Regions from separate parts of the Hordeum vulgare genome. Here region 2 is linked to region 1. Evidence: chromatin contacts called from public Hi-C data. All regions are on one chromosome and are shown on one strand. The core of a region is the stretch at or near the end of the contact, and the rest is flanking DNA. Distances in the headings are between cores, read along the strand shown.

Region 1 (5,257 bases), core at 1,474-3,973:
GCTCTTGAAGCAGAACTACAAGCTATGAAAGAAGGGCTAGAGCTGGCGGTGGTGCACTCTCAGGCCACTATTGTACTTCAGTCCGATTGTTTGTGGCTCTCAAGATGATTGTGGAGAAGTCCTTTGATAGATCTGCGTATGGTCATCTAGTGTCGGTGATTAGGAGGTATCTCATGGATAGGGTTGTTATTTCTCTTAAAATTGCTCGGGAACAAAATAGAGTTGTTCGTTGTTTAGCGAACTATGGTAGATGTGGTGATAGCACAGCTTGTTGGTTGGGCCAGCCACCTCCATGCATTACCAAATTAGTTGCTGAAGATTGTAATTCTATAAATTTGGAATAAAACCCTATGGTTCATCGCAAAAAAAAAAGCAAAGCTTGCCATATAGAAAAATGTATTATTTGTGTCAGATGCCGGTAAACTCCAAGAAAAATATGCATGTGATTCTTGCATCATTTTTGTTTTATTCAGGATGTCTCATGCATGGTTTTTTTTTTCGAATACGCAAATGTTTGTGTATCTTTTCATTGAAAGAAGAAGAGTGTTACAGCATGGGATTACATCAACTCATTATGCCATTTACACAAGAAAGCATGAAAGTGAGTAGAGCAAACAAATAAGGGGTTGCTCAGCCCCGATAGGAACAAAATGATATGTAAACTAACTAATTTCCTTGGGTTTCAGTGATTTGTATGTATCCAGATTAATAATGCACAACTCCATCACTAGTAGAAAATAGGTCTTTTATTTGACCCTTAAATTTCGGTTTGGTTTTGAATCGGGACTAATATGACCATTAGTCCCTGTTTCAATGGGCATCATTAGCCCCGATTTGATTCGGACCTATAATCCCGGTTTGTGTCACAAACTGGGACTAAAGGATGGTGGCAGTGTTCTGTTAGGCCGGGGCCCCTTTAGTCCCGATTTGTATCACAAACCGTGGCTATATGTGGACCTTTAGCCTCGGTTCATTATACAAACCGGGACTAAAGAGTTTTTTATATAAACCCCTTCGTCCAGCCCGAGCTCATTGCTCTGTTTTCTTCACTCTCTCCTCTGTTCTTCCCCTTGCTCAAGCTCATCCTTCAATTTTCACCAAGATTTATGAAGATTCGAGGCACTCCATCTAGACTAGGCGAGCACTATACTCCGCCCCGCAAATGAAGAACCTCCAACGCTGAACTAATTAGCGAAGGAAGAAAGCGCAGCAGTGTTGCCTTGGCGGTCATTTTATCTTGCTGGAGTACGGAAGCATAGGGGAGAAGTATAAAGGGGGGAGTCTAATTCTAATGCAAATCCAAAGGATACTAACAGTAGTAGGTTCTCCAGCAGTTCGCTGAATGACCAGCTTGTTTTCGTTTTCAAAATGCAAGAATAAAAAAACACACATCTCCGGTTACAATATCCAAAGAGATCTCATATCCAAACATGTTACTCAAGATCCCGTTATTTTGATTGTTTTTAAATTTGAATGGATATGCAAGATTCTTACAGAAGACTATGGCCGAAACTTTTTTTTTTAGAATAAAAACTTCATTTTATAATCCCACTTAAGAAGATGCATGAAGTAATAAACTCCCACAGGAGATTGTATGCATAGAATATGTGACAATAATCCAAGGATCAATATATATTTTTCTTCATAACCTTTCATAAATTAATAGTGAATTTGAACAAACACACACCTGTATCCCCCTTTCTCTTTGCCTTCGGTGTTTCCAGCTTAATTATCGCGCTCCACGGGAAGCTCTCCTAGGGAAGAAACAAAGGAGGGGTATGTATATGTATGTAACTGTGGGCATTTGCATAATTAAGAATATTGAAACACTGTATTCTAGAGTGTACCTGTGCAGTTTCTAGTCCTACCTTCTTCTGAAGTCCCTTCACCATTTGCAAAATTATTTCTTGTATCGCTATCGCTATCGTTAGCGATCATCTCAGAAACACAAGCGAGCAGATACAGTTCTGTTTCGTCTACTTCGTCCGATCCCAAACTTGCATCACTTTCTTCTTCATTCACCGAACTAGTTTCATCTTGGAGATGGCCGGCGTCATCAGCCACCGGAGAAGCCGGTGGCGCCGTGAACAGGCTCCTGTTAGGCACCGGTGAAGACGGCGCAATCAGCCAGCAGCGGTTGCCTTGTGAGGACGAAGCAGCCACTGCCGACTTAGCTGCAGAGCTTTCTCCGCGTTCGTGTCCGCGTCCGCGTCGAGAACCTCGACTGTCTCCCGCGGCCGCTTTCTTCTTGATCTTGATCTTGGTCGGTGGGACTGCGACGACAGTTTCATCGTCGCTAATATGGATTACTTCCAGCGAATCAGCTTTCCTCTTGTTGATCCGAGCCTCCTCCTCCACGCATCCATCCGATGCCGGCTGCAGCGGGACAATTTTGGCGCGCTCTGTGATTCTCCGGCGTGCAGAACCCTCTGCATCGCCGACGTCCTTCGGCCTCAAGCGGGCGAGCGAGGTACGCTCGGACTTGACCTGGTTGGCAGCGCCCTTCTCCACGCGCTGGGCCGCGTCGAAACCGGCCTCGGAGCGCCCGATACGGCGAAGGCGCACGAGATTCGCGGCGTCGCGGCTCCCCGGCTGGGCGTCACGGCGGGCGTCATTGGCGTTGGAGGCCATATTTTCGGCGGCGTAGCGTTGGCAAAGCGAAAACCTAGACGATGGAGACAAGAGTGCGGGGCGTCCGTCGGCTGCAGTGTGGCAAAACTTGGACAGACAAGAGTGAGGGATGTGTGAGTCAGCGGGTGCGGATTCTGTGTGCCTGCGCGTGTTCAGTGGACGCCGATTGGTTCTGGCGATCAGGAGGGGATCCAGGTGGGTTCCACCAGGGCACTAATTGTGAGCCAATCAAAAACCCTAGGCTATTTTATTCAGAGAGCAAATTTTTTTTTTGAGACGGAGCAACTTCTTTTTTTCTGAGATGATTCAGAGCCCAAATTAGGCAAACCCTATTTAGGGTCACACGTGCCGGTTACAGGCAAAATTTGCTAACTGGCGCCTGCAGCGCTATGCAATAAGTCGGCCCATCTAGAATTTTTTCATGAACTTTTTTAGTCCGTGAACTTTTAAAAACAAATGGTGAACTTCTTGAAAAATCGATGATTTTTTTTTGAAATAGGTGAACATTTTTAAAAATCGATGAACATAATTTAAAATTCATGAACTTTTTTCAAATTGAGTGTACTATTTTTAAAAATTGATGAACATTTTTTCAAAATCGATGATATTTTTTGAATTCTGTGAACTTTTCGAAAATTCATGAACATATTTTTCAAAAATCGGTGACATTTTTTTCATGACCATTGAAAGATTTTGCAAGTCTGAACTTTTTAAAATTCTATGAACTTTTTTTGATTTTTGAATAACCAACGCATTTTTTATGGACCGGTCCACAAAGAGGGCTGCTCGAGGCGCCCGTTCCCCTAGTGGCGCCTGAAGCGCCACATAGGAGGTCCCCGCAAATTATGCTAGATATTCTTGCACCTGTACATGGGCTGCTCCATGTCAACTAGTACATGGGCCAGGCCCGGCTGCGCGCCTTGAGCGCGAGTAATAAGCCGACCCACTTTTAGCACAGCAATTGCACGGTAGGAGCATTCTAGCTAGCTTCTAGAAGGTATTGTACCAGGTTTCTCTTTGTCTATCGTTTTATTTAGGGCGATGCTAGCCGTAGGCCGGTCGCACCGCATCCGTTGGATCACCTGTTCCCCGATGCATAGGATTGCACACGGACTTGATCGCCTCTCGCCTACAGTTCATGGCCACGAGAGAGGGAAAAAATAGGTACGCCACCGGGCTCATATAGCTCGACGCCCCCCCCGCGACCTCGAAGCACCACTGCACCTCCGCTCGTCGTCGCTCATCGCCGCTCGCCGCGCTGGGAAGTGGGTTTGATGCAGCTCCTCGCGCCTAGGTTGAAGCAAAAAACAAACACTACACGCCACCGTATACAGCTCGGCTGCCCATGGTTGCAGCTTTGATGGATCACGGTTCCAGCTTCCGCTTGTTGTCGTCATCCCCATCTTTGGCCTATTCGCAGCTCCCGTCGCCGTTACTCACCATCGTTGGGTCAACGTCTCCCGGTTCAAGCTTTTTCAGATGTTGGATGTAGCATTCTCTGCTACCGGTTGCACACTACTGGGAAAACCTCATACACAGAAACTTATCAGTAGCGTTGGTCAAAACCACACGCTACTGATACTTACCCGTAGCGAGGGAAAACTAAACGCGCTACAGCTAGTATAATATCAGTAGTGCGTCCGGAGGGAAAGGCGATATTACTAATATTCCGACACTGTTGCTGATAGGCTAGGCGTAGTAGTATAGCGAGCTTAAACTAAATGTGCTACAACTATGTGAGTTGTAGTAGGGCGTTTCAACGGGAGAGCGCTACTACTAAAATTCCAACACTGTTGCTGGTAGGTTAGGCGTAGCAGTAGCATGCTTTTTTAACCAGCGCTATAGCTAATGTAGCTATAGCGCTTTTCCAAACTAGCGCTACCACTAAGTTTGACATAACCCCCTCATATTTTCCCTGCTTTCTCCCACACTTCTTCCCCCAAATCCCTTGCAGTCGCCATTTTCGTCGTCGCCCCAGCCCAGCCCCGACCCCGACGCTGCACGCCCCCTCCCTCGTTGTGCGCCCCTCCCTCCTTGCGCCCGATCGACGCCCCAGCTCCCTCGTCATCGCCCTTGCCTCGCCGACACCCCTGCCTCGCCGACGCCCCTCCTCCACCCACCGATGTCGAGGTCACCACCATAAGCCCCTCTCCCCTCCCCTCTTCTCTGTAGATTAGTTAGGGCATTGTAGACTAGTTAGGGCAAAATGTTGTTAGTTAGGTTATGTTACATCAATTTATATAATACAATTAACAAATTAGCAAATCTTAGTTATGTTATGTTCTAGGGTTCTAGGGTTCTAGGTTAATTAGGTTAATTAGGTTATGTTGTTAGTTAGGGCAGTAGGTTATGTTGTTAGTTAGGGCAGTAGGTTAACATAGAATTTACTTAGGTGAATACTTAGTGAGAGATGGAGAGGGAGGGAGATTGGGATTGAAAGGGAGAGAGATGGATAGGTAAGGAGAGGGATAGGGAGAGAGATGGAGAGGGAGGGAGAGGGAGGACGAACTGAATTTACTTAATTTTTATTAGTAGTTAACTTCATTTTGTTATGCACTTATTTTTTGAATTAGCTTCTGAAATTTGGACATGTGCCCAAGTGGCCTATTAATGTGCCCAAGTGGCC
Region 2 (5,257 bases), core at 1,794-4,293, 360 kb before region 1:
CCGGAGGGGCTCTGCAGGCTCGTCCCCTCTGGGGTCTTGTAGTCCATCACCTCATCCGCGCCCAAGCTCTTCACAAGATCCATGTTGCGGGCGCCGCAGGTGGCGGTAACATGAAGGTTCGCTAGCTTTGCAAGCTGCACCAAGTACAGGCCTACGCCGCCAGAGGCAGCGGTGACCAACACGTTTAATGGCTTGCCGGTGCCATCAAACTTGGCACCAATGGACCTCAGTGCCTGGAGCGCAGTGCCCGCAGCAATGGGAAGCCCAGCACCCTCAGCTGCAGAAACCTCAGCTGGCCTTTTGACAGTCAGGTTTGCGGACGCTACTGCGTACTCTGCGAGTCCACCTCCGTTCTGTAACAGCAAAAGTATTGTCACATCAATCAGCTTTGAACAGCAAAAACATTGTCACATCAATCAGCTTGCAGCAATTTATTTTTTAAATGAAGTCTGAAATCATCTTCTTTCAAAGTATGAAGATGACAAACAAAATATGTTGTCATGAGTTAATGAAGTTCACTCACAAGAGAGTTCAACATGGCGACGACTTGATCGCCTGCTGTGAGACCTTTTACTCCAGGACCAACATCAACAACTACTCCGGCAACATCAGTCACTGCAGGAAAAGGAGCAGTAGAGATGCAGCTATCAGCAAGTTGTCTGATGAATTGAGCAACACACACATATATGTTATCTTTATCATAAGCTAATTATCAGGTAAGAGCAGGGCCGTCGACAGGCATGTGCGACCTGAGGCCCGTCAAAACATGGGGGCCCCAAATCGTTGTGTCATTAGGAGGCCCATTAGCGACAATTACCCGAGGGAAAAAATCTGTCCTGTGTTCGGCTAATTATCCCCGAGTCGCCCAGCCCTAAATCTACATGGCGTGAAAGTATTCTCCTAATCTCCGGTTTGTCTGCGCGGCGCGCCGCCTGCCATGCCTCTGCCTTTTCGTCTGCCCAATCAAGTTGAGCCGATCGATTGGGCTGGCCAGAAGGTCTTTGCCTTCACATCTTGTGAGTCCTAATTCTTGAGTCCATATTTGAGCCCTATTGCCCTAATTCTGTTCGTAGTATTATATTTTAGAAGCAAGTTTGGTCGACGTATACACCATATCTAGGAGAGCCATATACTAGGTCCAGGAGATCAAGTCAGAATTTTCCATCCAAGCACATACTATAACTTCAGGCCTATGTTTATATTTTCTTCTCTGTGTGATCAGTCGCTAGGTTTTAGATTTATTTGTGTGATATTTTCTCTCTTCTAGCTAGTTTAGCTGCTCTTAGTGTGTAGAAGCAGAATTTCTTGTGACAACTCATTGCCCTACAGTAAAAAGGGTCAATAGATATATTTCAGTTCTCTTCTTGTCTAGAAATAGGAAGTACCATTTTGGTGCCGAAAAAATCATTTAAAGTTATATAGATTTATCATATTTTAGGGTTTCATTTTGCATTTCGCACCGAGGCCTCAAATTCCTGAAGACGGCCCTGAGTAAGAGACATCCTGGATAGTTATTAAAGGTGAGAACCAAATAACATATAGCAAGACTGAAAGACAGACATGATCAAATAACGTTCTCATAACTACCCTTGGTGCTATTTTGCTCTGTACATAGGAAACCTGCAAACAAAATTCATGATTGATAGAAAATGGCTAGCATCTACGCAGTGACACTATGAACGAGGAGTTACCTGGGATAAAAGGCAGTCTACGAGGCAGCAGAGGCCGCAAGTCCCCTTTCTGTATCTTCCAGTCAACTGGATTGATGGTTGCAGCTTGCAGTTTCAACAGGACCTCATTCTTCTTTGCTGAAGGGACGGGGAGTTCTACATGCTGCATCAGAGGGATTTCAGAATCACATATTTATAGGTTTGACTGTTTAATCTTCATGGAAGAAGGAAATCTTGATGTTTAATGTTTTCCTTTCTTTTCAAAAATCAAACTCCTTTGACGTGTTTGTTAAGCGGCAAAAGCGTCAAGTCGTTAGTCAATTCTCTCTAAGCTAAAAATAGGGATTGTGATAAGAATCCCCTGTCAACCGACTGAGTCACAATCAGTGTTCGCACAACTGACTTGGTCATCTCAATATTATTAGGATTTAGAGGTGCTGACACGGGAGTCACGAGTTCAGGGCATGTGCTAACTTTTAAATAATAAATATCCGATTCGCTCACAAATGAGCACTCACTCGTCATGAGAATATATTTGGGATCCAGGAGTGCTGACTCATGGTTCACAATACGAAAAACTAGTATTGTGCAGTGCTTTTTCCGAGCATCCAACAGCAGGTATGCGCGACCTACATTCAACTAATTTCACTGTAACATCTTAACTACTCCTAATTCCTAAAGCCAAGTAGACACGAGAAAGAGAGTTCATATATTATATATCTAGTGTAACACATACCACCAAAGAAACCACTCAAATACTCAACAGATCATACAAGCACCCAGACCCAGTGCCCATCACAAATTATACAGTAAAAGCCACCAGAGCAAAGTTCTATTGCTTCAGCAAGCCACAGCTAGCTACATGACTGCTTGTCTTGCCATAGAAAACAATTCAAAAGAAAGGATTCAGGTGAACTGACTGCGATCTCCACAGAAGGGGATCCATACTCTAATACTCCTACTTGGTAGTACTAACTAGTCAATTAGCCAGTGAATCGGCCAAATCATCCAGCACCAATCATACCAATCTCGCGCGCCGACCCGAACATACAGCAAAGCAATAATATTAACAAGCTTCGACCCGCTACCCCGAATAGTAACTGCTTACCTTGAGGCCGGCGGCGCCACTGCCGCAGGCGTCGTACTGCACGGCCCGCATCTTCGCCGGCGTCGACGCTGGGGTGGCCATGGGATGGGGGAAACAAGAGAGCGAACGGAGGGGAAGAAGCCTCGTGAGTATCGTGACCGACTCGTGGGGGCCGGCTGTTTTGCGTGTGCTTTAGCTTGATGCGTGGCCGGAGATGCTCCCGGTTAGCTGGTTTGGTTGGCTCTGTGGTTCTTGGGGTACACGTCCCCGTGTCTCTCTGGGCTGAGATCTATATACGCACGCCGACGCGAGGTATCCTGGGTTTTGACGCGTGGGCTCACCCCGTCGGCGAGGCTGGGCCGTATGCATTATCTGGTAGGTTCTAGAAGGCCCGCTGATGTGTATGGGCGGGCGGGCGCGGGACACACGGCGCCCATTGATGTGTTGGTTGGTTTGGTCCCGCCCGCGGCAATGTGTGAAAAGCGGCCGTGCCGTTGCCGCGCCCGGCCGCGTGACACCACCGCCGACGATGGTCGCCTCGCCTTTTTTTTTTTAAGAATTCCCCACACTCTATTAACTCAAAATATTGTCAGGTACAAATAATGTTTGATTTCTCAGCCAACCAAACATATCTGTCAAAAGACAAAGAAACAACCGCTCTAGCTTAGGTAGTCCTCGACGCCGTCGAGCTTCGTTGGACCCGCTGTGGCCCAGCGTTGGATGGGAATTGGGCCTCTTGGTCCGTGACGGTCTTGGGGTAGGCAGGGAGTGCAGCGAGCCGTGTGGGCTCTCTTGTCAGTGGCAATGGTCGGTCAGAGCATTGAGGGGCGTTGACATCCCCTCTTTTCTGAGACGTGGCTTGTCTCAAGCCTCAGCCGCGGTGAAACAGTTTGCGTCATCTCCTTATCTTCCCAACTATCGCTGGAAGCAGCTTAACCAGACTAACGAACGAGCACCTGCTCGAACAATGAGCCATTCTTCTTGCACCAACGGTGTTGCAAGACTGCGACAGGCACCACAGAAGCTCGGAAGAAGAATGCCTATCGAAGAGTAAGCAATGATACAACTGGGAAACGTGGAAGACGTGGTGCACTTGCGAATGCTTCGGGAGTTGCAGTTTGTAGGCCGCGTCATTAATCTTGGCGATAACGCGGAATGAATCGTAGTACTTGAAAGCCAATTTGTGATTATCTCTTCGCGTCACGGAAGTCTCGATATATGACTGGAGCTTGAGATAAACTTGATCACCGACGACAAAGGTGTGCAGAGACCTGTGCTTGTCCGCTTGGGCCTTCAAATGTTGCAGCGCCCGGTTTAAGTGTTGATGAAGAAGTTCCTATATCATCGCTCTTTTGTCTAGACAAGAATGGAGAGAAAGGGACCTATCATTCATCGGTGGGTGTAATGCCCCACTACCATGGCTCATGCCCGAACATGATGCTGGAATGATGAGAGGAATTGTACCAGAACTGTGCCAAGGGAATCCAGTGGCTCTAGTGGCTCGGGCAAGCATGGACGAAGCATCACAAATATGTTTCGACACACTGATTTACCCGTTTGTTTGACCATTCGTGTGGGGGTGATTAGTCGAGCTCATTAGGAGTTTTGTGACTGCATAATTGAATAGCTCACACCAGAAATGCGTGGTGAAAACATGATCATGATCGAAGAAAATTAAGCCAGGGAACCCATGAATCCTGTAGATGCTAGACATCTAGAGGAGCGCCACTTTGGATGATGTGTATGCGTGTGCCAAATGTAAGAACTGGGCAAATTTCATACGCTTATCGACGATCACCCAGAGGCAATTGAACTTCTCAGACCGCGGCAGGCTGTCGATGAAGTCCATGATGATCATATCCCATGGATGCCGAGGAATGGGCAATGGCTCCAACAACCCCGGGGACGCCGATCGGTCGGGCTTGGCTTGTTGGAATATAAAACAACACTACACATACCACATGTCATGGGATTTCATCTTGGGCCAAGCAAACAAACTCGTGACATGCTGGAAAGTTACTAGAAATCTAGTGTGCCCCTCATTGGACTATCATGGAATGCTGCTATGCTCTTCTGTTCCATGGATGTGGAGCCGCCCAAACAAATCCTGCCCCGAAAATGCAACATGTATTGCTCGAGAGTGAAACGGTCCTTCGGGTCTGCGCATATATAACTGGCAGCTCCAAAAGATTTTGTGCATGGGGGTTGCAGTTGTAACTAGCAGCTACATCCTCGAGTGAGCTCGGTTGACAAGTAGTAATATCGAAAAGCAGTTTCGGAGATTGGGCGTGTGAAAAAGCATCAGCGGCCTTGTTCTCGCAGCCTTTCTTATAACGGATGATGTACCAAAGCCCTATCAATTTGGTGAAATCCCGTTTTTGCCACGGGGTCGTCAAACGCTGCTCTTCGAGATGAATGCGACTTTTCTCATCAGTCCAAATGACAAACTCACTTTGCTATTGATATGGCCGTCACTGGTCGACCGCAACCACTATCATAA

The links. A called contact is a pair of places that touch in the nucleus more often than the background predicts.
Region 2: a Hi-C map of leaf shows a contact between it and region 1, with 5 times the contacts expected there. The contact joins the promoter of LOC123426481 here to the promoter of LOC123430190 in region 1. A contact is called at or near these places in 3 of 6 Hi-C or Micro-C datasets (leaf and seedling) and 1 of 1 datasets of contacts at active chromatin or transcription factors (embryo).

Annotation. Positions count from the first base shown.
Region 1 is chr2H:419,831,900-419,837,156 of MorexV3_pseudomolecules_assembly, reverse strand. LOC123430190 reads right to left here and starts at 2,723. Exons shown (of 3, transcript XM_045114082.1): 1 at 1,869-2,723; 2 at 1,688-1,754. The coding sequence starts at 2,631. The coding sequence ends at 1,726.
Region 2 is chr2H:420,194,289-420,199,545 of MorexV3_pseudomolecules_assembly, reverse strand. LOC123426481 (chloroplast envelope quinone oxidoreductase homolog) reads right to left here and starts at 3,043. Exons shown (of 4, transcript XM_045110319.1): 1 at 2,779-3,043; 2 at 1,692-1,833; 3 at 524-615; 4 at 1-353. The coding sequence starts at 2,859.